Linked DNA regions of Hordeum vulgare: region 1 is linked to region 2. The links are chromatin contacts, called in public Hi-C maps. All regions are on one chromosome and are shown on one strand. The core of a region is the stretch at or near the end of the contact, and the rest is flanking DNA. Distances in the headings are between cores, read along the strand shown.

The links. A called contact is a pair of places that touch in the nucleus more often than the background predicts.
Region 1: a Hi-C map of leaf shows a contact between it and region 2, with 4 times the contacts expected there. The contact joins the promoter of LOC123448504 here to the promoter of LOC123450446 in region 2. A contact is called at or near these places in 1 of 6 Hi-C or Micro-C datasets (leaf) and 1 of 1 datasets of contacts at active chromatin or transcription factors (embryo).

What each region holds. Positions count from the first base shown.
Region 1 is chr4H:267,265,021-267,271,891 of MorexV3_pseudomolecules_assembly, reverse strand. It overlaps LOC123448504 (transportin MOS14), which reads right to left and starts at 4,515. Exons shown (of 21, transcript XM_045125415.1): 1 at 3,649-4,515; 2 at 3,469-3,552; 3 at 3,325-3,384; 4 at 2,708-2,836. The coding sequence starts at 4,296.
Region 2 is chr4H:266,488,823-266,495,453 of MorexV3_pseudomolecules_assembly, reverse strand. It overlaps LOC123450446, which reads left to right and starts at 2,955. Exons shown (of 1, transcript XM_045127695.1): 1 at 2,955-3,329. The coding sequence starts at 2,955. The coding sequence ends at 3,329.

The DNA of each region.
Region 1 (6,871 bases), core at 3,266-5,765, 770 kb before region 2:
TGGTATCAGAGCTAAGGTCTTGAGTTCAAGTCTTGGCTTTCGCAGTTTATTAAAAATTGCTGATAGCCCCCCTTTGTGTCCACGTAGAGACCTCTTGAGTCATATGTGAGTTTTGCGCGTCGTCGCTCTCTTCCGGTTGCACGCTTTGACTTGTCTTCCCCGTCACACGTGAGAGGGGATGTTACAGTATATGTGGATTGCACTAGCCCTTTCCATCAGTTCGGACTTTTGGTTGCGTTGGCTAGTGCATGAAGCTTGACACTGAGGACAAGTGGTCTGTGTCGTGGTTTTGTCACAGTAGATGTCCTAGTGGAAGGACTTAATGATGGAGCCATCGCACCTTGGTGGCGACTCAAAAGGGTTGAGCGGGAGCGGGACTCAGATTTACCCAGGTTCGGCCCCTCGTGAGGAGGTAAAAGCCTACGTCCTGCTTTGTGTCGTGTTGATGATGTTTCGATTACAAGGAGGGCGTAACTCGCATGACCTAGCTCTCGATGATTTCTAAAATCTCCTCTCCTCTCCAGGAACTCGCCTTTATATACAGTTCGAGGCCTTAGGGTTTACAAGAGTCCTTGCCATAACACAAGTCGTGATTCTTTTTATCTCTAAATCGCCGTGCTTTCCAAGACTGGAGAACTCCCCGATAATTGATCCTCCACGTGGATCTTGAACTGCCATCCAGCTCCTGGGCCTACCGAGCCAAAGCCTGAATCGCCGAAGGATGAGTCGCCCACTTGGTGACCCGGCCCAACTAGGGCGGGTCACACCGCAGATAATATCCCCAACATTAGGCCCCAGATTGACTTGAACCTGTTCACGCCAATAAACTCTTACCTAGTTTAGGGGCGACTCATTCCACTCCTTTCATGCATCATACGCTTAAGCCGCCATCCTCCATGGAAATATCCAAGTTGCCGAACCATTTCTTGATGACATCACCTTATCCCTTTATCCTTGGAAAATGATGAGGCAATCTCCAGCGGATCTCGTGGCGCAAATATCCCGAAAATCTTGGCGCCATAAGTGCGAATCTTTAGTTTGCCCTTTTGGTTCCCGCGCGAGGCGCCTCGATCCCCGCACCCGACCTATTAAATAGGCTCGGGAACAGGAGCGGAGGGAATCTTCACCTACTCGTCCCATCGGCTTCTTCTTCCATCTGAATCGCCAGACCCTCATAAGTGGAGCAAGTGGCTGTCCATGTGTGAGTTCTGGTACAATACTAATTGGCATTCTGCTTTTGGCAAAAAAAAAACTTTGAGATCTTGTATGGCCATCCTCCTACATATTTTGGCATCTCTGCTAGTGACACTGTTGCTGCTCCTGACATTCAGCATTGGCTACAAGAAAGGCAGATTGTTCTAGATTCAGTAACTCAACATTTGCATCGTGCTCAGCAAAGAATGAAAAACCAAGCTGATAAACACAGAACTGAGAGAAGTTTTGAAGTGGGTGAGATGGCGTTCCTGAAGCAAAATCGGTGAAGTGGCCACAAGCTTTCCTTCAAGTATTTTGGGCCTTACCAGATTATCGACAAAATCGGTGAAGTGGCCTACAAATTGCAGTTGCCTCCTACAAGCAAGATTCATCCATTTTTTCATGCGTCGCGGCTCAAGAAGGTTGTTTCCATGACGACAACTGTTCAACCCAAGCTACCGTCTGATTCCTACCAGATGCAGGTTCCAGTGGCAGTTCTGCAAACTCGCGTCCGCCAAGCTGGTCAGAAGGCTGTAGCACAAGGACTGATCCTATGGAGTGGTTATAATCCTTCTGAAGCTACTTGGGAAGATCCGGAGTCCTTGCAACAGCAGTTCCCTCGGGCTGCGGCCACTACCCGCCAGTCCATCGCCACCTGGTCTAGAGAACAGGCAACGGTATAAGTAGTTACACCCACTACTAAACAAGGGGGGATGTCATCGACCCATTGACGACTTAGGCGATCACTGAAGGAGAAGGGAGGGACGCGGCAAGTGCAACTGACGACCGAGGACAGAAGACTACAGCGCTGGCAAAAAGGCCCGAGTCTACAAGGCTCAGGAACTTACCCCGGTGGCTTGCAAACCCACACTGGGCCCACTAATGCGGGTGTAACTACTTATACCGTTGCCTGTTCTCTAGACCAGGTGGCGATGGACTGGCGGGTAGTGGATAGAGGAGAGAGAGAGGGGGGGCGAACTCGTGCCTGTAATTTGAATCCTCCAGTACAATTTCCCCAAATTCATCCTATCCAGCATGTGAGATCCAAGTTCCTCACAATGTGAGACATCGAAGTAAAGTCGTATGGATGAAGTGGCGCCAAGCTTCTAGCGTTCTCTGTGACAAGAGAGTTCCACAAAAGCTAAAAGGTAGATTCACCAATATATTGTCCATCCAAAGCAAACCCTAACTGGGAAACTAATTTTGACCAGGCATATTGTGAGTAACTAGACTATCTCTATATCTGTTTCAGCTTTAGGCAGCAGCTTCTCATAGAAAATATCAGAAGCCAAAACAAACAGCTATTTGAAATCAGCTTTGCCGGTGAAGCTGAAACTGGATTTGGGCCATTTTCAGTGCAATTGCCTGAAGCACGTCTAGTTGTATTCAGTGGAAAAGTTGATTCCCAATGAAGCGAATCCACATGTGATTTGGAACCAATTGAAGCTCAAACAAACAAGGCCTGCACATCATGCTAAAACACAAAAAACTTTACAGGTAAGAAAAAACTTACTGCTTGACCAACTTCGCACATCAAACTAGTAAGACCAGCAATAATCTTCTCACTTCTATTAGCTAGAGCTGGTAAAAGAAGAACCTCTCTGATGTATGGCATCTTGCTTAGAAATGCCTGCGGTAATTCCTACAACCATACCAGCATACATCAGAATTCTCATTCATTATGAGTTGGAAGAACATTTGCTGAACAATGCTTTGCTAGTCAGCAACCTCAACAGAAGGACAGTGGACAAAAGGGGGCACAACATCCGTAGTCAACAACACTGCATGACAACTACTTCATACCATGACACGGATCTTCTTAGCCCACCAACCACACAGAAGCAGCAAAAATGCAGTGGTTGCACGTGAAAAGAGAACCAAAAATGCATGTGTTGCACGTGAAAAGATAAAGGGACTGGAATCAACTGACATGTCCAGATCCAGATTATTTCATGATGCTTCATAAAGATAACTACGGTTTAACTGAAAGAAATGCACTGCATGAAAAGTAAGTACACTGAGAAGTTGGTACAAGGTCCATTTCAAGCACTATTTCATACAACAATTAAACAGTAAAGTAGATGTTAATGAGTTGATTGCACTAATGCAGTACAGAAGAACGGAACTTACTTGGTACTGGCTGACAAGTTCGGTCATAACCTCTATGGCCACTTCAAACGAGAAGAACGCCTTTATCAGCCACACAGGAACGAAACAACGTGAGGACGTGATGAGTTCACAACCAATTGGTCGAAGTGGGTACACTTTTCGCACCTGCAGGGAGTTGAACGCGAACGTCAGAAGTGGGTGTGCGGCGAGGGCGGACGCCGGCGCTCCCGCGAAGCATCCCGCGCGAACCTGCAACATTGCCGTTTCTCTTAGCACAGGGAGAGCGAGAGACGAACGCAGTTGAAATATTGAGTTGAGGGTGAAGCAAACAAGGACCGTACATACCCAGCTCAGTAGACATCGCAGGATTCTACGGCTGCGCTCGTGGAGGGGCAGCCCGTCGGCGGCGGCCGGCTTCTCAGACTGCGCTAGCAGGAACTCAAGCACGGCGGGCGCGTGCGTGAGCAGCTCACGCGTGAACCTGCACCGCGTGGCGGAGTCGACCCCCGTGTCGCCGCTCTCATCCTGCGCCACCTCCTCGGGGAGCACGGTGAGCAGCTCCAGCAAGGCGGGGTCGGGTAGGTGCGGCATTCGAGCGAAAAGCCCGTCTACCCCTCCCTCCGCGCGGAGCGCCAGCGCCGCGAGGGCCAGGCAGATCTGCGTGAGCAGCCGGGGAGGGGCAAGGCAGAAACGGCGCGCTGCGACAAGGAGCGCGTCGAGGAGCTGCGCGGCGTTGTCCAGGAGCGGGTAGTCGGGTGACTGGATCATCCGGCGAAGCATCTGGGCGGCGAAGAAGAGTAGATCGACGGAAGGGGCCGGATGATCCGCGGAAGCGAGGAGCGAGACAGACAGCGCCCACGCCTGCGGCGAGCGCTGTAGGCCGAGGAGCCACTGGTTGGCGGCTAGACGTGCGGAGGGATGCGAGGCGTGATTAAGTGCGTGCACGGCCGCGGCGAGCTGAGCCTGGATGTCCGGTGACTCGGCGACGTCCATCGCTGCCGCCCAGGCGGCTGGGAGGTGGGCGCGTGCGTAGGTGGATGGATTCGGGTGGGGAAGCGAGAGGAGATTTGATCATTCGCCCCAGTTTACTCGGGCATTTAATAATTGGAAGCGCTTGCCTGCGACACGCCGGCTGAACAGCCGGTCCATCTTGCCCCATCTCATGCGACTTAGATCAAGCGGCTGGAATCCCGTCTCGCGTCCATATCCCTTTACACGAATTTCTGGCCGCATGTGAACTTCCGACTCTCCCTCGAACGACGTCCTCCGTCTTTTTCCCCTCCCCTTTCTTGTCCATGAAGGGCGACCATGAGCCGCCGTGTGTCAGGACTAGTGGCGGGCTGAGGCCTCGCCAACCAGGTGGCCTACAAGAACCAGGAAGCCCAATCCATGGAATCACGGTCCCGAGTGGGTGTGAGGCGCAGCCTACTTAGACCATCTCTAGCAGAGCCCTTAAACCCTTAAATTCTTAAAAATAACCGTTTTTTTACAGTTTTCAACGAAAAAACGGTGTGGACTAGAAACCGTAAACCCTTAAACCCGTAAAAAAAATTAGAGGTCCAACCCTCAAACCCCTTCCCAGCGTGTAGAAGTGAGGATTGGGAGGAAAAACTCTCCCCAACCCGCACTCCTCCTCCCACATCGCGCGGGAGGAAGTTGGTTCCCCCGCGGGAGGAATTCGCAGCCGCCGCCGCCAGCCCGCCGCCCACCGCGCCCCGGCCGCCGCCCCTCCGCGCCCGCCTCCGCGCCCCGGCCTGAGCCGCTGCAGCAGTTCCCCAGCGCCCCGATGAGCTCCTGTTCCAATCCTTCTCCACCTCCACACTTCTACCATGGTGCCCTCGCGAGCTAGATAAGTAGAACAGAATTATTGGCAGAGAGACAATTGATACATGCCTTGTGTATGTGAGTTTCTAGCCAACTGGATTTTTTTCAGGCAAGTCATGATAGATTTTGCTTCAGGTTTCATGGTTTCAGGTTTCATGGCAGATTTTGCCCTGTACAATTGATACATGCCCTGTGCAATTGATACCGATTTTGCTTCTGGTTCCATGATTTCAGGTTTCATAACAGATTTCATGGCAGATTTTGCTGCTAAGAAATCAGTTACAAATAGAGGCTAGTAAATAGAATTTGCATGATATGCTTACCTTGTATTTTTCTTCAGATTGCTGCTAAGAAATAAGTTAGCATGTGAATAATTTGGTTTCAGATTTTCATGATATGCTTACCTTGTATTTTTCTTCAGATTACTGCTAAGAAATAAGTTAGCATGTGAATAATTTGGTTTCAGATTTTCATGATATGCTTACCTTGTATTTTTCTTCAGATTGCTGCTAAGAAATAAGTTAGCATGTGAATAATTTGGTTTCAGATTTTCATGATATGCTTACCTTTGTATTTTGCTTCAGATTGTCATGATCTTCCAAAGTTGCTATTATTTCACTTTACATTTTATCTCCATTGTCAAATGTTTTACTCATGATTGAATTTGTGATATGTCATATGATGAAATGTGATGAAATGTGTGATATATGAAATGACAGTTTTAAGGGTTGGATTGGGGCAAAGACTAGAACCCTCAAACCCAACCCTTATAACGGAATATTCCATTATAAGGGTTGGGTTTGAGGGTTCTAGTCTTTGGCCCTGTTTTTCAACCCTTAAAAGTGTCAAAAATGCTCAATTCTCAACCCTTAAAACTGGTTTTAGATTTAAGGGTTTGAGGGTTCTACTAGAGATGCTCTTAGCTAGCGTTCATTCGAGGCAAACGGTATTCACTGGATCACGGCACGAAACGGCGGCGACTCTTTTCCCCTTCCTCCATTCTTCCCCAATTTGCATATCGGATGATTGTATCCCCAAATAGCTATCTAATTTGTGTGATTGAGTAATAGATCGAGAGCGGATTCGTTAGGTTGCTAACATCTCGTATTCATAGCCTGGATCTTCGTGCTCGCGCACGTGATCGAGACGCGTCTTCAGCAATCGGTGAGTAACCAGATCCAAGCCATGGAGCCGACGTTCAAGGACTACTTCGACAAGATGTCGAACTCCCTTAACGCCATCCACACCGACATCCGCGCAAACACGACACAACTCATGGATCTGGTCAAGTGGCGCCCCGATCTGGAGCGACGGGTGGATCAGCTATCCACGACGGTCGCGGAACTTCAACAAGGGCGACCTGCAACCGCAGGTGAGGAGCATCTGGCGGGGGCACCAGCACCATCGTTCCAGTTCCAGGCGTGACCACGTCGGCACCAGCAAGGACACGGGGGGCGACTACGCCCTCGAGCCAATGGGCCACGCCATCGACGTTCTACATCAGGCTCTGGCATCAACGTTCGCGTCGGTGTCCACCCCGGCCAATAATCCGTTTGCTAATCATGTCTATGTTCCGATAGCTTCTCCTTTCACGCATGCTATCCAGTTGCTCGCGGGAATCGGGCAGGTGCATCCATCGATCGCCTTTCCCTAATTTGCACGCGAGAACCCGCGCATGTGGAAGTCTCTGTGCGAGGAGTACTTCCATATGTTCGCCATCCATGAGAAGTTCTGGGTGCCCATG
Region 2 (6,631 bases), core at 1,706-4,205:
TTAGCCAATCTATGTTTGCTAGGTTCTGAAGGGTTAGAGGCTTTTCATGGGAATGTTTGTAGGCTATATATTCAGGTGGTAGGTAGCGATAAATAGCAAAGGAAACGAGTCATCTAAGCACAACGAAATTAGAGGCTATATCAAGTTCACGGTCATCTTGCTTGATGCTTTTTCTGATGGGTACATCTCTTGCTCTACATGAACGTACTCAATGGGATGCTTGCACAAGTTCTGAGCACCCGTTGCTACGCAAATAAAATACACATCCAACGAACACACGTCAAGATGCAATGCTTCAAACACCATGATGCATGAGTGTGGGTATGAAAGGAACATGGTAATGCTAACTAGTCATCTTTCTCATGCATTTATTAAGTTGTTTAGCATTCTGGAAAAAAAACCACAAGTTTATTTATTTGGGCATACATAAACATGGAAGAAATGTATGCATCATGAGAAAATGGTGCAAAAACATATAAGGAACGTAGCAAACCGAGCCACGAATCTCTCAGAATTCACAAAACAAGATGCAGAAGGCAACCATGACTAAACAACATTTGAGAGAGAGTTATGGATTATGTCTTGGCACTCCAAGTATGCCACTGGATTGGGCATGAAATTCTAGGTGCAATAGACCTAAAATACATGGAAAACAAAGAAGCACAACTCACACAAAGCACAAAACAAAACAACAACCATTATGTCCGCAAACAGCAACATACCACTTTGTTCAAGTGAAAACTAGTAGCTACAGCCACTCAACAAGTTCAACCAAGACACGAATATGAAGCTATCAAATAGCACAATAATAGCTAACTAACAGCAACATGGATAGGTTCATGAAACAGTGGCATTCAAGCTCCTAAGATGACAAGAAATATCACAGGTTAGGACTTAGCAAAAATCTCAGTTTGCACTAGCAATTTCTAAAATGGTGGCATCTTGACAACAATAAAACTCTACTCTACAACAACTTCCAACGCATGAAATTTAACAGGTTGATAGAGCGCAACAACTACTACAAATTACCCCCACTAAGAAAGACCTAAAACTGCACAAAATTCATGGTACCATTCTCTAAACATGGCATGATAATAAAATAAGATACCCACACTTGGAGAAAAAACAAGGGGCACAACAATGCATTTTTAACAGGTTGACATATTGGACAACCAAACTAATGAGGATGCAAGTATCCTTCTTGCAAACCAATTGCACATGGTGACAGAGGATAACATGCTCCACTGTTCATGACACTGGACCAACCACAAAGGAACAACATATTCAATGGAATCATCAAGACAACATGGCCAGAAAATAACAGGTTCAACACTTAGAATGTTGGCAGCAAGAAACCCACAAATCCACAAGCTTATCATGGTAAAGAAAAATACTAGGGCCTAGTAACCTCAAAACTCTACCACATTCATGTTGACAAGTTTACCTAAAAGTGCAAGGATAAAATCATGTGAAAATGACAAAATGGCACCTTATCACAAAATGACATTTTCACAAAGTTGCTCGAATGGCCAAACTAATGGCACCACTAGATTCCTGGGATTTTTCTACCCGAAAATTCATATTTGACACCCCTATGTTACTCTAGATAAAACATCCGAAAACAGAGCACAAAAACAACATACAAGTTATAAGTCATAACTTGCCAAAAATGGCAGCTGCCAGATTTGGCCATGCATAGATTTGAAAATTTGCTAAACTGGAAATAACACATAGAGAGAATAAACAACAACAAAAAAATAAAATAAAAATAAAAATCACTTGGGGGACCCACTAGCATAGACACGAGGGCCCCTAAGGATGACATGTGGGCGTAGGGCCCACTGTGAGTGGCCGCATAAAGAAAGGTAAAAGGGGGGCTAATTGCTCTCGAGGGGTATCGAACCGTGGTCGCTAACTTGAGTCTGTGCGTGTAACAGCCCGGAATCAACGGAGGATAAGATTACCCTTTTATTCCATTGTCGTCATGTGATTTATTTGGTTACCGCATTCATCATCGCATCATCCGCATTGCATCGGCACTCCATGGCCGTCATATTTTCAAAACTTGTCGGTTCTCTCCGTTTTCGCCGTTGACAGTTTTGAGACCAACCACACACGCACTGTCCCACGACATCTTTAAAATATGTTTTAAAAGTTTGTATAAATATACTCGGATTGGGTTGAAACTTGGTGTGCGGTCTTGTTTTAATGTAGGTAGTCCGCTTGCCAAATTTTGTCACAATCGGAGTCCGTTTGATACCCGAACGGTCGACCATAGCGGCACCGTTATCGGTTTATTCATCACATGCTTTTGGTGTTTCAAATCTTGTGCCGGGCTGCAAACCACCCTCTCATCTCATCCCACTTCCTCTACATAGTCCAACATGGCTAACCTAACCTCACCCCACGATCGGAGTCGTCCGATCACGATCGAATGGCCCAAATCGGGCTAAAATAGCTAACCCTAACCCCATTTTGCTATAAATAGACCCCAACCTACCTAATTTGGACCCTAAGAGGGTGTTTGGATCACTAGTGACTAGAGACTAGAGACTAGTAGTAGTCACTTTTAGTCAGTAAACCTCCAAACACCCCTGACTAATGGGTGACTAAAACTAGTTTAGTCCCTAGTCACCCCACCCCCAACTAAAAGTGACTAAAGTCACTTTTAATTGCCGGGCCCATCGGCGCCGCATCTGCCGCCCCATCCCATTCGCACGCAGGCAGGAGGCTGCCGCTCCGCTTTCCACCGCCGCCGCTCCCCTTTCCACCGCCGCCGCCGCACTCCGCCGCCGCGGCAGCACTCCGCCGCGCCGCTCCGCGTCCGTACTCCGCATCCACAGCCGCCGCCGCACTCCCGCCGCGCCCGCAGCACCCCGCTGCGCCGCTCCGCATCCACAGCCGCCGCCGCACTCCCGCAGCACTCCGCCGCGCCGCGCTCCCGCGTCCGTACCATGGATGGCGACGGCGAACTCCCCTTCGATTTCTTCTCGCAGACGGCGTCTTCCGGTGCTGCGGCGCACCACATCGACGAGGACGGGTGGGGGATGACGCCCCCTCGTCTCCGGGGATCCGCCGGTCGCGGCTTGGTGGCAGGGGGGCTCGGCCGCGGCTCGGTGGCCGGGGGGCTCCGCGCTCCCATCGGGCTGGAGAACATCGACCTCAACGCCGACTCCGCCGTCGCCGCCTCCTACCCCAACATGGGCATGTACACTCAACTTTTTCATCAGGGGAGTGCGGCCGTCTGGACAATTTTGATTTTTTATGTATGTACATTTTTTCTTGTGCTTTTCGTGAGGAATAGTCTGGTGCTTGTGTTGCTTGCGTGAGGAGAGAAAAAAAGGGTATTGAGAGCTGCTGTTGCATGACGTGAGGGAGAAAAGGAAGCTGCTTTCCTTCCTTGCGCGGGAGTTGCTGTTGCACAAGGGAGAGAAGAGAGATAAATGGAAGGGAGAGAGAAAAATTTAATACTGAGACATTTAATGCTGACTAGTAGTAGTCACCTTCCAAACAAGGCCTGACTAAAAACTTTTAGTCTGACTACTACTAGTCACATGACTAGAGAGTATCCAAACACGCTCTAAGCCTCATTCACCTCGATCCCCTCACCCTCCAGCCTCACCCGTCGCTAGCCATAGCCCCTTCTCCCACCTCCCGCGGCCCTGGAGGCCCAGATCGATCCCGCTGAGCCCAGCTGGGCCCGGACGCGTCCACCGTCACCCGCTGCCGTGTGCCATAGCGGGAGGAGCCCGAGTTCCCTGCCCCGCAGCCCCGAGCCCTATGCCACTCGACGCCGCCCGCGATCGCCGACCCCTCGCCGGACCATTGTCGGAGCCCGACGCTGGCCAGCCGCCGCTCCCCCGCGTCGCCCTTGCTGGTGCTTGCACCCCGCCGCCAGGCCGGACCTCGCTGGAGCGCCACCGCATCACCGCCGCCTTGGGGCCTTCCCGCCGTCGAGCCCTGAATTGCATCCGGTTGCCCCTGCACCGCCGACCCTCGCCGTTGGCCTACACCGCTGCCCTTTGTCCCGCTTCGCCGGGCAACCGCCGTCGCCACCAACCAGGATTGGGAGGGAGAGACGATCTCAGCCGCCAGCCACTACGTGGGCCTCGCCCCGTGAGCCGACCCAACTCGCATCGCCCGCACGTGGGCTGTGCCATGGTCCAGCTGGACCAGCCGCGAGCCGCCTCCAGCCACTGCAGCAACCGGGTCTGAAGCCCATGTGTGAGCCCCCTCTGCCTAGTTATCTATCGCCCTTAGGCGCCATTTAATTACGCTTTGCCATGCCCTTGTTTTGCCCTAGTATAGCAATTATCCCGGTGATGTTTTTTCCAATCCACGAATTTAATCAATTTGCAGGAATTTTGCTAATAACAGAAAATGCATATTTCTAAAATGCTCGTAACTTTTTAACTGTGCATCACATTAAAATAATTTAGATACGTAAAATATGTAGAATTTTGTGTATTTAAATAATTTGCAACTTTCATGCATGACTAAAATATTTAATTGTGTTGTTTAATTACATTTGCATAGATGCCATATTAAAATGATTTAATTCATAGCAAAATAACCGAGCATCGGATTAAAATGTTTTCAACATGAAAAGTGCATAGAATTTTATGTAGTTTCACAATAACCAACTTGCACCCATGTTAAAAATATTTAACTTGCTATTTCATTTAATTTGCATTAAATGCGATGCTAAAACAGTTTAATCCTAGATAATAAACGGTAGCTTCGACTAAATGTTTAATATATATATAACTTGTCTAGAATAATGTGTAGAATATCATGGTAGTATTTATTTTCCTGTTTAACAAATCTAAAATTTTGAGATAGGCACATGTGTAGCAAATCATAACTTCATGTGACGACTTCCGAAATTATTATTCGTTGCTCCGGCCTCATTTAGAACTTGTCTAGAACTCTATGTAGCTCTGTAATGTCTTGTGCATCCATGTTTTAACATGCTGATGGCTGTCATTTGCATATTTTGCGATCATGCATATAATCTTGTGATGATCATATCTTTTAGACCGTAGCTTCGTTTGAAATGATCTACATATGTAAATCAACTAAAATGACGTGTAGAATCACATGCTCCACCTTATTTTGTTGTTTAATAAATATTAAATATGGATAGTTCAGACCTGGAGAAGATTTCAAAACTGACATGTGGGGTCATTTCGGAGATGTTATATGATGTTTACGCCCTCATTTAATATGTCTAGATAGGTAATTTATTTATGCTTCACCTCTTTCCATGTTTACCAATATTTAATATTGCCCTGTATCTAAACGGGAGTGAACTAAGTAATTAATATGGAGTTTCATGAATATGCAACTCGGTGCATATTGAGCTTCATTTAATTTGTAGTAATAAATTATTGTGCTTTGTCGTGTGCATAATTAAATGAACATGCATCATATCTGTATGTGCATCATGTCATGCATATGTGTAGTGATATCGTGTGTTGATTCTTGTTTCTGGATTGCTTCTTCTCAATAGAGTTCCGCAAGCGTGTCAAAATGTGAGGATTCGTTCGACTACGTTGGTTCGTCTGCTTCATGGATTCGTTCTTCCTCCAAGCGGGATCACAGGCAAGATGACCATTTCACACGATATCATTACTATCATTGCCATGCTAGTTGTCTCGTTTCTTTCTCTATTTCTCGGTTCCTAGCACCAATTTAAATAAGCCTCCAAACTTTGCCATGAATAGGCTCAAACCTTTCCACAACCCAGCAACCACTGTTTGGCTATGTTATCGCTGGCTCAGCCTTTCGGTAGCGTTTCTAGTTGCAGGTGCAGTTGCTTCCATGCGGAAACATGGGTTCCTTGTTATATCACCTTATTGTTCCTATTTAATTTAATGCACCTATATACTTGGTAAAAGGTGGAAGGCCTGACCTACTAGCCTGGTGTTTTGTTCCATCCTTGTCGCCTTAATTTCGTTTACCGGTGTTATGTTCCATAAATGAACGCTCCTAAAACGCTTGTAGTGGTTATGGGTGTAACGCCCAAGATGCGATCCTATCCTTCTTTTGGTGCAAGGGCCTCAACAGGGATAGAAACGCATCTCGTCGTTTCGCAAGAATGGATATGGTTGCAAGTGCATGTACTCAAGAGATGAGTTTATGGAATTTCCTTACACTCGCCACAAGCAACATCAATATCACATCAATACAACAATATACAGTTATCATGAAGAAGAGCAGGCTGCGACTACGGACAGAACCAAATGATAAAAGAACGATGTCCATCCTTGCTATCCCAGACTACTTGCCTGGAACCTGACCTAGATAGATGAAGAAGAAGAATAAACTCCAATAGCACAAACATCGCGCTCACATCTTAACATCACTTTACTTGTACCTGCAACTGGTGTTGGTGTAATCTGTGAGCCACACGGACTCAGCAATCTCATTCCCAAAGGTATCAAGACTAACAAAGCTTAATGGGTGAGGTATGGTTAAGTCGTGAGGCTGCAGCAAGCGACTAAGCATTTATTTGAGGTGGCTAACTTACGGGTACAAGAATAAAAGAGGGGGATGATCTACGCATAACGGACGTGAATTAATGATGATCAAATGAATGATCCTAACCACCTACTTACGTCAGACCTAT